2 separate regions of the Macaca mulatta genome follow, and region 1 is linked to region 2. Evidence: chromatin contacts called from public Hi-C data. All regions are on one chromosome and are shown on one strand. The core of a region is the stretch at or near the end of the contact, and the rest is flanking DNA. Distances in the headings are between cores, read along the strand shown.

Region 1 (3,767 bases), core at 1,089-3,588, 75 kb before region 2:
GATACTCCTGCCTCAACCTCCCAAGTAGCTGGAATTACAGGCATGCACTAACATGCCCGGCTAATTTTTGTATTTTTAGTAGAGATAGCGTTTTGCCATGTTGGCCAGGCTGCTCTTGAACTCCTGACCTCAAGTGATCCACCCACCTCGGCCTCCCAAAATGCTGGGATTACAGGCATGAGCCACCGTGCCTGGCCTTATGCATGCATTTTCATGCTTCTGTAATTTTGCTGCCCTCTATACCCAGAAAGTCCTTCAGTCTTTTCCTGTTTGGATAAATTCTGTTCATCTTTCAAAGGTCACCACCTCCATGAAGCCTTTTCTGATCTTCCTAGTCACAATGAATGCTTTCTTCCTCCAGCTTCTCATAGTGCTTTGAGTCTTTCTCATAGCGTTCAGCCCACTCTGTCTTCTTGTCCACATGCATATCTTGCTCATTAATTCTAGTTATTGAGTGCCTATTTGTACCACACTGGGGATACAGGGTACTTGCAGAGAACCCAAAGTCCAGTGGAAGCCCAGAGTTGGGTAGAGTTTACAACCTTCATTGAACTAGGAGGCAGGAATCCCGTCTGCTCCTAGCTCAGGGCCTGGCACCAAAAGGTAGTCAGAAAAGTAACTTAAATGGAAACTCAGCACCAGTGACTCTTGAGAAAACTCAGAGTTCAAAGGAAGGTCAAAAGTTGGCAAAGGTAGAGGATGGGCAGGGATCAGTTTTATTTTGTTGGAATATCCCAAGGGAATTTCCAGGAGTAGTTGCAGTGACTCTGGCATGAAGACGTGGCGTGGAAGCCAGAGACCTCAAAGATCCCCGGTGGACTGGGATGGTGGGAAGGGATCGCTGTCCTCCTCCAGGACCGGGCTGGGAGTTTGATGCAGGATCATTCGGACATTTATCCCACTCCAGCTATAAGTCTTTTTGCTTTGACTGACCATACTATAGAGGCAAGCGGGCTGTTTCAAGGGCCCAGAAACGAGTTACTGGCTAAGGGTCAAGCCGGTCAGAGGACAACTACACTGTCCAGTTGGCACATGATAAAAGCAATACTGATGCAATTATCACTCCCATTGGAGGGTGGCCAGGCATTATTTGTCACTCAAATAAAAAAATAGCATTTGAATTTTTACTAGGAATTCTCATCCAAAATATGCCCATGATATAATGACACCACACAACCGGCTTGCCAAAGTAAACTAAGTCCTAACTACACACGAGCCTTACTTAGAAATTGTGTGTATCTCAGAAAATTGCTCTACCCTGAGGCCCGACAGCAGGAGCGGGTCTTGCTGGGGTTCGGATGGGGAAGCGCCTTATTCATTGATGATATTCTATAGTAGTCTCCCCAGTCATGTTACCACTCACCTCACTTTACACTGTCTGCTGCTTACCTGTGAATACGAGCTCAAGATAGTGAGAGATAAGCCTTGTGTTTTCTGTGCACCTCTCTTTTCTTTAATGGAACACAATTCTGAAAATAATATTAAACAGCACCCAGTCATTCTCATAAAGCCGCCACACAAGGAAGAAACCACTATTTTCCCAAACTTTTTGCACAGGAAATTATAATCTGTAGTCTCATCTTCTGCCACCTCCCTCAGAAGTTTCGATCTAGACGTACATGTATTCAGCGAGTTGCAATTCAGCCTGGGGGTGGAGTGTCAGGATTCAAGTCTTTTTGCTGCGGGGTAACCCCAGGTCCCAGTGATTTCCGTAGACAAAAGAGGTGCTGGTAAATTTGGGATGTAATTGCCGGATTGGACCGGTCTCCCCGCTCCCTTGACCAATGGCTGTCACCCGGTCCCTTTAAGAGACCAGGAATCCGTCCGGCGTCTGAGCCCCAAACAGATCCTCTTCTCTGCTCCTCCCCTGTCCCCGCGCGGCGAATGGTTCGCGCCGGCCTATATTTACCCGAGATCTTCCTCCCGGACGGCAAGGATGTGAGGCAGGCGAGCCGGCCACCACCGCTCGCAGCACCGGAGAGGGCGCGCTGCAAAGGCGGGCAGCAGACCGTGGAGAGCCCAGGAGCGGAGCTGGACACCGCCTCGAGGGAAGAAATGAGGTAGCGGTGGTCCCCGGACCCGGCCATGCTCGCCCCCTGCCCTCGAAGCCCAGCGCTGTCTCGGCCAAACCAGCCCGGACAGTGAGCGGGCCGAGCGCGAGTCCCCGGCAGAGCGAAGATGCAGTGAGTCCCTGCGGGACTGCTGCGCGGGGCCAGCCGCGGCCAGCCGGACCCAGCATCCGACAGCACTTTGGGCGAGCTGCTGATTCTGAGACCAGCCCAGCGGAGGGGCTCTCCGTCTCCAGCACCCCTCGGAGGTGGGGAGCACCGGCCCCTGGGCACAGTCACTGTAGAGTTTCCGCGGGTTTTGGCCCCAGTCCTGGGGGTTGTGTGTGTTAGGGGATCCTCTTCACGTTCGCCGAGGAGTTCCCGCATTATTCTCGCACCATCCCGGGTGCTGTTTACGGGGCTCTCTTTATTTATTTGCACGCGCGCTTCTAGCTTTTTTCCTGACATTTTCCACTCCACGCTCGTTCTCTCTCCCTCGCATTTTGTTGCTTGCCTGAGACTCTTTGCCCTCGCCCTTGCCCAGGCTGGGGTAATTCTGTGTGCGCGTGTGTCCCTCCCCCCCTCAACCTTTTTTGCACACTCGAAGCTGAATATTTTCTTTTTTAGAAAATTTACCCCCACCCCCTGCGGGGTTCCTAAGCACTCTGTCTCCTCCCCTCCCCCCAACTCCCTACCACTGGGCCGCTCCCAGTAGTTTTATTCTTCGATCTTGCCCGGGCCGAGCCCGGCAGGGGCCGGTGGCTCAGCGGGCCTCGCACCCGGCGCTCCGCCGCCGCCGCCCAGCTGCGCCGGGGCGCCCTCCGGAGATGCTACCGTGGAAGAAGCACAAGTTCGAGCTGCTGGCCGAGGCGCCGCCGCGGCAGGCGTCCAAGCCCAAGGGCTACGCTGTGAGCCTGCACTACTCGGCGCTCAGCTCTTTGGCGCGGGCGTGCCCCGAAGGCGCGCTTAGCCGGGTGGGCAGCATGTTCCGCTCCAAGCGCAAGAAGCTGCACATCACCAGCGAGGACCCAACTTACACCGTGCTCTACCTGGGTAATGCCACAACCATCCAGGCGCGCGGCGACGGCTGCACCGACCTTGCTGTGGGCAAGATCTGGAGCAAGAGCGAGGCGGGCCGTCAGGGCACCAAGATGAAGCTGACAGTGAGTGCGCAGGGTATCCGCATGGTGCACGCCGAGGAGCGCGCGCTGCGCCGCCCGGGCCACCTCTACCTGCTACACCGCGTCACCTACTGCGTGGCGGACGCGCGGCTGCCCAAGGTCTTCGCCTGGGTGTACCGGCACGAGCTGAAGCACAAGGCCGTGATGCTGCGCTGCCACGCCGTGCTGGTGTCCAAGCCCGAAAAGGCGCAGGCTATGGCCCTGCTGCTCTACCAGACGTCGGCCAACGCGCTGGCGGAATTTAAACGCCTCAAGCGGCGGGACGACGCGCGTCACCAGCAGCAGGAGCTGGTGGGCGCACACACCATCCCGCTAGTACCGCTGCGCAAGCTGCTCCTGCACGGACCCTGCTGCTATAAACCGCCAGTGGAGCGCAGCCGCAGTGCGCCCAAGCTCGGCTCCATCACCGAGGACCTGCTCGGGGAACAACAGGAGCAGGAGCTACAGGAGGAAGAAGAGGAAGAGGAGCACCCCGAGGGCTGCCCGGAGGAAGAGGAGAACCATGCGGCAGAGGGAGATCCAGCAGAGGAGGCCGAGG
Region 2 (3,785 bases), core at 498-2,997:
TGCCTTCTACCTCCAAGCCTCATCCTACTGGAAGCTCTTCGTGGGCGGTAACGTGAATGGAGCTCGTGTCTCCTATGATAACAGTGTTTTCCTCTGGAATACCTGCTGAAGGACCTACCTGAGGCTGTTTCACAGTTAACTTAAAAAAAAAATACAAGAAGTGCACTCTAAAATAATGATAAAAGGTGTTGTATAAAAATACTACACAATAGGAATTTTTTGACTCTATTGTAATTTTGTAGGACCACTGTTGTGTACGAGGTCTATCAATGACCAAGGTGTTCCTCTGTGGCACGTGACTGCATGTGACTTTTAAAAGCAGCAAAGCAAGGCTTTGAAATAACTTCAAGCATCAAAAATGAAAGAAGGAAACATTAAAAAATCTAGCCTGTTTTACAGTGTTCTAAGCCAGTGTTTTCAACATCGATTATCAGATTAATTCTCACAGCGGCCCCCAGACTTAGGTATGGACTTGAACTTTGTACGCCACTTACAAATGAGGAGGCGGAGGCGAGGGAAGTGAAGAGACTGTTTCTAGCTGGGAGTGGAGGGGGCCAGCAAGGGACCAGGCTTCTGGCTGTGGTGACGGGGCTGCTGCCATCAACATGCCTACCCCTTAAAGCACAATGTCAAGACTAACCAACGATGGGGCAGGGCGAATTGTTGGGCAGCCTGAGACCTGTATGTGAGTGGGACAGACAGCAGAGGGGGTGCCTGGGGTTCCTGACCCCCCTTCCTCTGGCTAAAGCAGAGAAAGGGCTAGACACAGGCAGCATCCACAGAGAGGCTACCTGGTGCCTGGACTTGCTCCTGTGGCTTTTTCTTTTTTTGAGACGGAGTTTCACTCTTATTGCCCAGACTGGAGAGAAATGGTGCCATCTTGGCTCCACAGGGTCAGAGAGCCTGTCAAAGGTCCTTGGTATTTCAGGCTGCCTTCACTCCCCCTTCTCACTCATTCTGCCCCTTTTTGGAAGCTCAGAGCTCCCCAAGAAAGGAATGCAGGCCTGGGGACTCTGGGTTAAGAAGGCTCAGACGGAAGGCCCAAGCTGTCTCAGGAATTCACACAGAGGCTGGCAGGAGGGAAAAGACAGGCCACTTGGGCTCACAAGGTTGAGGGTCCAGGTATCAGGAAAGGGGAGGGAGCATGCGGCTTTGAACACACGCTTGAGTGGTACCTCAGCATCTCACCCTGCCCAGGTAGCACCGTTTTGCAGTATCGCCTCCAGTCTCTCTGGATAAGGTCTGCATTGCCTGAGCCCCTTGTCAGAGCACCTCCAATGTATGGGCAGTGGCTATGTCATCAGTGCCCTGAAGGATAAGATGTGGCCCTGTGGTGAGTGTGGGAAGACAGCCCTAGCAAGAAGCGAAGAAGGCACAGGCCTTCCCTACACTTGGGTGTCTCACAGGGTCCGTTTGGCTGAAGTGTGAATGAGGAGTGAGTGTTGCAGGGAAGAAACCTCCCCCGGATGCCTGGCAGTGCAGGGTAACGGACAGAGCTCTTGAGGGTGAGATGCACCAGGATCCCTTGCATCATGGGGAACTTATTTAAAAATGCAGATTATGGGCTGTCCTCTGAGATTCTGGTTCAGTCGTCTGGGACGGGGCCTAAGCATCAGTGTTTAAACATGTTCTCCGGATGATGCTGATGCACGTGGTCTCTGGACCACTCTTGCGGATCCCTTGACTAAAAGGTTAGCCTGACTTGCCCACAGCCAGATAGAACTACACAGGCTCCAGAATATGTCCTCGTACCGACACCGTCTCATCTCTGGTCTAGAAGCCCAGTTGAGGCGCCCATATAATCCACAGCAAACAGGCATCTCCTCATTCTCCCAGATGCTACTGAGATGTCTCCCTGGGAGACATGGCCAGGCGTCGTCATGGCCTGCAGGGAGCAGTTGTCGAAGAATCGGGTCAGGTGGGGGTTGGCTGGCATTACCTGTGTTTCTGTGGTGGTCATGGCTGCGGTAGTCCTTGCCATCACCCTGCGGCGGCCAGGCTGTGAGCTGGAGGCCTGCAGCCCCGAGGCCGACATGCTGGATTACCTGCTGGGCCTGGGTCAGACCAGCCGCCGAGGTGCCCTGGAGGTCACCTGGTACCACGCAGCCAACAGCAAGGAAGCCACGACAGCTGCCCCAAACGGCAACATCACCGTCCTGGAGGCTGACGTCAATGTCGAAGGGCTCGGCACAGCCGATGAGACAGGAGTTCCCATCATGGCACACCCCCTGGCTATCCGTAGCTTCAACACACTGGAGCAGTGGCTGGACGGTATGCCAGGCTCTTCCCAGAAGGGCATCAAACTGGACTTCAAGAACATCAAGGCGGTGGGCCCCTCCCTGGACCTCCTGTGGCAGCTGACAGAAGGGGGCAAAGTCTGGCGGCCCACACGGATCAACACTGACATCTTAAAGGGCTCTGACATGCCCATCTCAACTGAGGTCAGTGCCACAGAGTTCCTAGCCCTCATCCAGGAGAAGTATCCCCAGGCCACCCTGTCTCCAGGCTGGACCACCATCTACGTGCCCATGTTCCCAAACAGGATGTACACCCGAGCGATGGTGGAGAAGATGCACGAGCTGGTAGGAGTGGTGCCCCAGAGAGTCACCTTCCCTGTGCTGTCTTCCACGGTGCCAGCCACCTGGCCCCACTCCAGCTGGCTGCTGAGCCAGTCTGAGAGGTACAGCCTGATGCTGTGGCAGGTCGCCTCGGACCCCATGTCGGCAGAGGATCTGCTCTACCTCTAGGACAACACTGCCATCCATCAAGTCTACTATGACATCTTTGAGCCTTTCCTGTTGCAGTTCAAGCAGCTGGCCTCTACTTGGCAAGCTTAGAGAGGATGGCTGTACAGCTGTGACCTACAGAAGGTATTCCTGAATGGCAGCCCCCTCACCTGGGCGATTTGGGGCCCCACAGTGAATGCCACACGGAAGCAAACGTAACACGGGAGGCAGCCTGATCCCTCTTCTCCAGTGGTTCGGGGGTGATGGTCTTGATGCTGCCCCAGGGGTACAGCAACAGTCACCCTCCCAGACACAGAAGGCACGATCCTGCGGAACACTGGCTCGAGGGAACTGTGGCTGAGAACCCCGTGGCCACTGTTTGTGCTCCAAGTGGCAGCATCCTGAGGTTGGAGTCCTGCCTGCAGCAGCTGGCCACACATCCCGGACACTGGGGCGTCCATTTGCAAATAGTGGAGCCTGCAGCCCTGCGGCCGTCCCTGGCCTTGCTGGCATGCCTCTTCAGCTTTGGCCTCTTGCATCAGCCTGTGTGGATGGGGGCCAAAATCTCCCACAGGAGTTTTTCAGTCCCTGGTCACATGGCTGGCAGAGAACTGCTTAGAGCTGTGGCTGAGGTCTTCCCCTGTGAGACTGTGGCACCAGGCTGGCCTGAGGAGGCGCTGGGCAGTGGCTACAAGGAACAGCTGTTCACAGATATGCTAGAGCTGTGCCAGGGGCTCTGGCAACCTGTGCCCTTCCAGATGCAGGCCAGGCCACCGGGCCACAGCACGGCTGGAGCTGTAGCCAGGCTGCTGGCATCCTCCCCCTGGGCCACTGTCACAGTGGAGCGCAGCCCAGCTAGGGGCGACTATGCCTCTGAGAGGACAGTGCTGCTGGGAGCCAGGGCTGTGGACAGGACCCGAATCTACTACAGGTTGCCCCAGCGGTACCACAAGGACTTGCTGGCAGATGTTGGCAAAAACGGAGCACCGAGGGGTGGTGGCCAGTGGACCCAGGGTGGAGGCTGCCCGCGGGGAGGCAAGAAGAAATAAAGGCCTTTGC

The links. Hi-C and Micro-C count contacts between places; a contact is called where the count stands out from the background.
Region 1: a Hi-C map of blood shows a contact between it and region 2, with 3 times the contacts expected there. The contact joins the promoter of FAM43A here to the promoter of LOC100426071 in region 2. A contact is called at or near these places in 2 of 14 Hi-C or Micro-C datasets (blood and liver).

The regions. Positions count from the first base shown.
Region 1 is chr2:4,063,121-4,066,887 of T2T-MMU8v2.0, reverse strand. FAM43A (family with sequence similarity 43 member A) reads left to right here and starts at 2,338. Exons shown (of 1, transcript NM_001194070.2): 1 at 2,338-3,767. The coding sequence starts at 2,876. All of the region lies in intron 2 of LOC144338969 (a long non-coding RNA gene), which reads left to right.
Region 2 is chr2:3,987,222-3,991,006 of T2T-MMU8v2.0, reverse strand. It overlaps LOC100426071 (protein FAM151A-like), which reads left to right and starts at 1,747. Exons shown (of 4, transcript XM_015132546.3): 1 at 1,747-2,827; 2 at 2,937-3,004; 3 at 3,007-3,066; 4 at 3,069-3,785. The coding sequence starts at 1,848. The coding sequence ends at 3,775. The region is part of intron 2 of LOC144338969 (a long non-coding RNA gene); the gene reads left to right.